Linked DNA regions of Ovis aries: region 1 is linked to region 2. The links are chromatin contacts, called in public Hi-C maps. All regions are on one chromosome and are shown on one strand. The core of a region is the stretch at or near the end of the contact, and the rest is flanking DNA. Distances in the headings are between cores, read along the strand shown.

Region 1 (3,222 bases), core at 61-2,560, 170 kb before region 2:
CGTCCATGGGACTTTTTAGGCAAGAATCCTGGAGTGGGTTGCCATTTCCTTCTCCAGGGGATCTTCCCAACCCAGGCCTCCCGCATTGCAGGTGGATTCTTTACGGTCTGAGCCCCCAGGGGAGCCCCGGGGGGTTCTGAGATATACCAGATACAGGCCGAGAACCGGGCAAATCAAAAGGATTGGCGAAAGGAAACGCAGAAGAAAAACCTTTGAAAGTGACTCGGACTGTCCGAGGGCACGGCTCGGGAGCCCTGCGTGTGCCCAGGCGCCTAGCCACACGCGCCGTCCTCTTTTCCTCTTAATAAATACTTTACTTGTTTCACCACTTCCTGTCTTTGTGGGAATTCTTTTTGGCAAAGCCAAAGGCCCAGGGCTCTTGTCACTGATCACAAGTCTAGTGGCTGGGATCTGGTGCTTCCGCCACCTCCACCCAGCCCAGTCTCCGGCTGGGAGCCTGAGCCCTGGCTCCACGCTGCCGCAGTCCCAGGCTGTCCGAGACCGCCTGTAACACGGTTTTCCTGCAGCGCTTACACCACCGCCCTGCAACTGTCTGCCTGTCTGAGGGCTCTGTATGATGCATTCTTTATTCTGTATACGCAGAGCCTAGAACAGTGCCTTGCTGACAGGTTTTCAATGTGTGAGGTTTACAGAATAAATGAGTAAAGGGTGGTTTCTCCTGACCAGCCCATCTTCGGGTGAGCTCTGGCTTTGAGGGACTGCTCGCCTCTAGCTTTTCTTTCCAGTTTCTGACCTCCTCCTGTTGGTGCCAAGATGTCTTGCTGCCTAGCGTTTGTGACATTTGAAGGCCACAGTGGATGGTGTGACTGTAAAGAGATCATTTTTTTTTAATTAAAAAAATTTTGTTTATGTCTTTATTGAATTTGTAACAGTACTGCTTATGTTGTTTATACTCAGGGTTTTTGGCTGCGAGGTATATGGGATCTTAGTTCCCCAACCAGGGGAACCCACACGCCCTGCACTGGAAGGCAAAAATCTTAACCACTTAACTGCTGGGGAAGTCCCTAGACCAGCTGTCAACAAAGGAATCAAATGAGTTCACCAAGTAAGTTTTGCATTACTCCTTCAAAGTCCGTGTCTTCCACGCCTAGCCGCTTTCTTGTGAGCTGCATAAGAACAGGAAAGAGCCGTTTTTTCAGAGTCAGGTATTTCTGTGTTTTCCGTTAAGTGTCACCCTGCCCTCACCTGGCTGGTAGTTAGGTGGTTTGGGACCCATCATCAGAGCAGTTACATTTCCTTTCGGCGGAGGGAAGGAGGAAGTGGAGTGCCACAAAGAGAACTGACTGGTGACTTTCCCAGGGGTGCCGGAGGGCTGAGAAGTCACGTTCCGCTTGTCACCGGGTCCGGACAGGGTGGCCAGACTCGCTCCAGCAGGCCGCCTGGAATCAGAAACTTCTGAGGCTCCAGAGGTCCTGTGAACTTTCAGTGCTGGGACGGAGGAAACCTCCCTCCTCCACGTGTCACGTGGAGTCAGCCTCTGATGAGTGTGAAAAGGCCTGCGGGTGACAGGGGCATTGCTTAGCCCCAGAGCTCCGAGCTTTCAGTCTGCCAGGGTGCCCTGGTCCACCACAGGACAGAAGTCTGACCAGTCAGCTTTCTCCTTTAGCAGAGATGAAAACCTGTGCAGCTAGCTTCTTTCCATTCTGCTAGGTCGCTGCTCTACAACAGGTAAGAAACTGGCTACAGGAACCTGTGTTTTGGACCTCTCATTTTCCATAGTGTTTGTAGAGAAATAGTTGGGAGGCCAGGTGGGCACTTGAAAAAGCAGGAATCAGTTGGGAATGCTGGAATCTTACTTGAGGGTCTCCGCTGCTCTAAGGACCAGCTGTGTGATTTCAGACGAGTCACTGTATTCTTTAGGACCTCCACTTCCTTGTTTGAAAACCAGGGATTATAGTGTCTGTCTTATCACAGAAGTGGAGTAAAGATTACGTGAGATATCTGCGGGAGGACTTTGAAGATGGTCAAGTGTAACCTAGTACAACTGTTTCTTTGAGTGGACATCAGGCAGCAGAAAAGGTGCCTTTGATGTTTAATTAATGCTAAAAATCTTCCATTACATTTATTTAGCTACAATTGGGAAGGAGGAGGGCAAGAGTAATTTTCGAAGGGACTTTTTGAGCTCCTAAAATAGAAACTCAGAAAACACATATTTGCTTTTCCTTTTGGTGTCAAACCACGGTACCATTGTTATTAGCAGTTTTGCAGAACTGTGACCTTCAAACTCTGTGATGTCAAAGACGGAAAGAAAGCTCCCAGTCTTGAAGCCTTTTAAACAGGCTTTTCAAACTAAAGCACTTTTATTTTGAATTGCGAGCTAATAGAATTGTCCTCTTAGATGAGCATTTGCAAGTTTAAAAGTTGCCTTCCAGGTGGGCCGCAGGAAACGCCTGTGCTGAGCGGGGGCTGAAGGCCCTTTTGGGAGCAAATAAGGGAAATCTCTTCTTGTCAACAGCCTTTTTGCAGTTAGAGGGATCTGGAACTTACATTCCCCCTAATCGCACATAAACTGATTTGTGTATACATCTAGGGTCATCACTTACTTTCAGTTTAGTGAATTTGTGAATTTTTGCATTCGTTTTAATTTGTAACTAAGTTTCCTCCACGAAGAGCACCATATGCCACCATTAATTCTTGCTCGTTGATTTCTTAGGCGATACATGAGTGCGTATTCTGATGCAATTTTTGAGGTCTTTTGAAAATCAAATGACTACGTGTTTAGCCATATGGGCCTTTGTTATTTAAAACAGCACATGATAACCAAGAGCAAAATGCAGAAGGGCGCGTTGGGGGAAAATCGCTGGAGAACTGTTTAAAACTTAAACACATCATTCTTGACCTTAAAAAAATTTGGGGGAGGCGTTATATTTTTGAAACCTGTCACTTCTGACCCCGCAGGGTCTCTCACACTCTGTACGTAGACGGTCTCAAGCGCAGCAGGCGAAACTGCGGGCACCGGGACCGCCCGGTGCCTGAGGCGGGGGCTGCAGATGCGAACCCCGCCTCCCGCGCGTCCCGCGGGCGCCCCTGTTCCCGTCCCGGTGTCCCGGGCGGGGATCCGCACGCCGCCCGGCTCGCCGGCACCTGCCGCGGCCGCCGCTCGGCCTGCGCGGGGCCGGACGTGCGGCTGCAGGCGGGCGGCGCGCGCTAGGACCCGGCGGGCCCGCGCCCGCGGAGCCGCCGACCCGGGCGGGCGCCGGG
Region 2 (3,269 bases), core at 123-2,622:
TCCGTGGAAGGAAAGTTATGACCAACCTAGACAGCATATTCAAAAGCAGAGACATTACTTTGCCGACTATGGTCTGTCTAGTCAAGGCTATGGTTTTTCCAGTGGTCATGTATGGATGTGAGGATTGGACTGTGAAGAAAGCTGAGTGCCAACGAATTGATGCTTTTGACCTGTGCTGTTGGAGAAGACTCTTGAGAGTCCCTTGGACTGCAAGGAGATCCAACCAGTCCATCCTAAAGGAGACCAGTCCTGGGTGTTCATTGGAAGGACTGATGCTGAAGCTGAAACTCCAATACTTTGGCCACCTGATGCAAAGAGTTGACTCATTGGAAAAGACCCTGATGCTGGGAGGAATTGGGGGCAGGAGGAGAAGGGGACGACCGAGGATGAGATGGCTGGATGGCATCACCGGCTTGATAAACATGGGTTTGGGTAAACTCCGCGAGTTGGTGATGGACAGGGAGGCCTGATGTGCTGCGATTCATGGGGTCGCAAAGAGTCGGACACGACTGAGCGCGTGAACTGAACTGAGCTGACGATGAGGACTGGAGAGAAAGAGTGGATTGTTCCCTGCGTTGCTGGTTAGATGCTTTCCTAACTGCTTGTCCCTTCTGAGGGTCCATCCAAGGGGGAGATGGGGCAGATTTGGCCTGGCCTCTGGAGTTGTCAACTGTCACGTGTTTTTTCCCCTAAACCTCGTGCTTTATAATTCAGCCAGGAGCACGGTGCTGGCATGTGCCCCGGGAGTTTCGGTATTTTGTAGATAGGTTTGTCGTTTATTGAACGATGTCCATTTCTGTGGAGGCGTCAGGAGCTAAGCCTGTGGAAGTAGAGTGTCGTGGTTAGTGGTCTATTTGAAAAAGACTACGCAAAAACCAAATCACAGAAACCCAAAGCGCCCTGACTAAGGAGCTCGAGAGGTAGATTGCAAGCAAGAAGCTGTCTTCTGTGAGCTTGGAAATTAGATCTTGGATACCCTCAATGGGCAAGGTCAGTGCCAGAGACGATGGGCTGTGCAGGCCAGAAAGACTTGTGGTCTTAACTTTTCATTCCAGCTCTTAGCACCAGTTATTCACCACCAGCAAATAACTTCTTTATTTTATGTTACTTTATTTATTTCATATTTTGGCTGTGCTACACAGCTTGTAGAATCTCCATTCTCCAACTCAGAACTGAACTCGGTCACGGCAATGAAAACCCCGAATCCTAACCACCAGGCCACCAGGGAACTCTCATCACTTAACTTCTTGAAGCTCCGTGTCCTCACCTGTAAAAGAGGAGGACAGCCCCTCCCTGGGCAGGATCATGGAAGAGCACAGTACATACTGCCGCTGAAGCTCCTGGCTTGGTGCCTGGCACGCAGGACGCGTGGGAGAGCTGGTGCTCTGCGTGCCGGTGGCTCTTCGGGTCGCAGTGACTGGGCGCTTGGTGTCCACTGTTGTGGCCTTTGCTGTTCAGGTGCCTTGGACATCCTCAGGCAAAGCCACCCGTCCCTTGGGCCTCAGGACAGCGAGGCGTAAGGAGCTGCAAGGAGGGCCTCTGGACCAGTGGGTCTCCCGCCAATGAGGGCAGAGGCACAGCCTGTCAGACTTGTTACTAGGGAAGGGCCCCCTGTGGCTTGGTTTCAAAGCCGTACATTGTCCCCGCCCTTCCACAGAGAGGTGACAGGAATCTAGTCAGTGGCGAGCTGTAGAGACACCGAGACTTCACCAGGATGCCAGTTTAGACGTCGCCATTTCTTTGGATGGAATCGGGCTTTCACACGTGTGATGCAGACAACGGCGACTGCAGCGATTCTGCAGGAACTCTGGTGCACAGAGGACCAAAAGAATGGCCTCCTACTCGACACAGGAACGTGGGTGAAATCACACAAAACACACGAAGGACCCCCAGACTGCGGTCGGTAGGCAGCCAAGCATGTTGCTGTCAATATGGCAGGACTCCTCTCACTGTGAAAAGAAAAACTTGCTTTGCCCTTTCAGACAGCGGAAATGGCCGGACCAGTCTTTAGTTCACGGGCTAGAAACTGAAAACAACGGGAAAGGTTTTCCTTAAATGGAGACGCAGCTTGGCCGGGGCTCAGGCTGAAGTTCAAGCCTGGGTCTCGTCGGCCTTCCGTGGGGTGCTTCTCATATGTTATGCAAGCTTCCTCTGCCTACAACCGGGGAATCATTCATTTTTTCCTCGCCCTGTAATCTCGAGGTGTGCACAGAGCACAACCGAGCCTCCGACCTTTCTGCTTTCACTTTTGGTTATTCAGAACCTCCATCTGGCGGTATTTGACTCTGAGCGTTTTCTGTGGCTTTTCTGTGGCTCCTGTTCAAAGTATTCAAAGCAGTTTAAAAATACATAATGTTCAGTGATCTGACCAAGAACTAATGTAAGTACTTATTTGAGGACTGTTTTTGAAAAAAAAAAAAAAACAATTAGATTTGAACCTCTTTAACTCTTACTGCATCTTGGAAATAGATACTAAGATTTAAAACACAAAAGGTTTGAAAAATACAGGACTACTTCTCCAGAGCCCTAATGCTTGGAGTGGTGACGGTAGCTGCAAAGAGCAGAGTTTGTAAAAACAGAAGAGCTGAAATTCTTTCTTTAATATTAAACAGGAAGCTGGAAGCAGTGTGCAGCAATGTGGTGGGTTTCCAACAAGCCTGCTGCTGGGTTTATCTTCGCTGAGCAGCCAAAGTGAGACATTTCCCCTTTTATTCCTTGAGTTTTCATGAAAATCTCCACCAAAATATGACCACTGGAAGCAGGTTCTGTCTTGTGAGGCTTTAAAACAAGCCGTTTCCACTGGAGCCTAGGGAAAGTTGGAAGCCAGTTGCCAACCTCTCCGAGAGGGGAAGATGCTCTTCTGTCTCGCCTTTGTGCGGGGCTGTCACTCACCCAACATGTGCGTCTGAATATTCTTTCCGAAGACCTGGGCTTCATTTTAAGGTCAGCCTTCAATTTCGAGAGAATATAATTTGCTGCTATTTTTAGAGCATCATGATTGCTCGTAATAACTAATGGAAAAAAACTCTACAGAGAAATAAATGTGTAACAGCTGTGTCTGCTTAAACTTGATTAAAGGCAGTGAAAAAAAAAAAAAGTAACCAGAAGAATGAATGTGACCAGGGACGGAGGGAGAGACAAGTGCCCCTTATTGTGGAAAGTTTTACAGACGTAACTCGCTCTTCTCTGGAGGCCAGTGGTGTCTGTGTTTAAAGTTTACTTGACTGTTTGTCTTGAGTGGGATCAGTGTTGTAGTGAATAATTTATAG

Evidence for each region. Hi-C and Micro-C count contacts between places; a contact is called where the count stands out from the background.
Region 1: a contact with region 2 is called in a Hi-C map of hypothalamus, with 2.8 times the contacts expected there. The contact joins the promoter of FOXN3 here to the enhancer-like site in region 2. A contact is called at or near these places in 2 of 16 Hi-C or Micro-C datasets (blood and hypothalamus).

The regions. Positions count from the first base shown.
Region 1 is chr7:99,305,715-99,308,936 of ARS-UI_Ramb_v3.0, reverse strand. It overlaps FOXN3 (forkhead box N3), which reads left to right and starts at 1,310. Exons shown (of 7, transcript XM_042252852.1): 1 at 1,310-1,689.
Region 2 is chr7:99,130,989-99,134,257 of ARS-UI_Ramb_v3.0, reverse strand. The region is part of intron 2 of FOXN3 (forkhead box N3); the gene reads left to right. Among named protein-coding and RNA genes, the nearest start is that of FOXN3, 180 kb to the left of the region's middle. Within about 2 kb of position 1,372, at least 20 of the 54 cell types and tissues checked have an H3K27ac peak or open chromatin away from gene starts, as enhancers often do.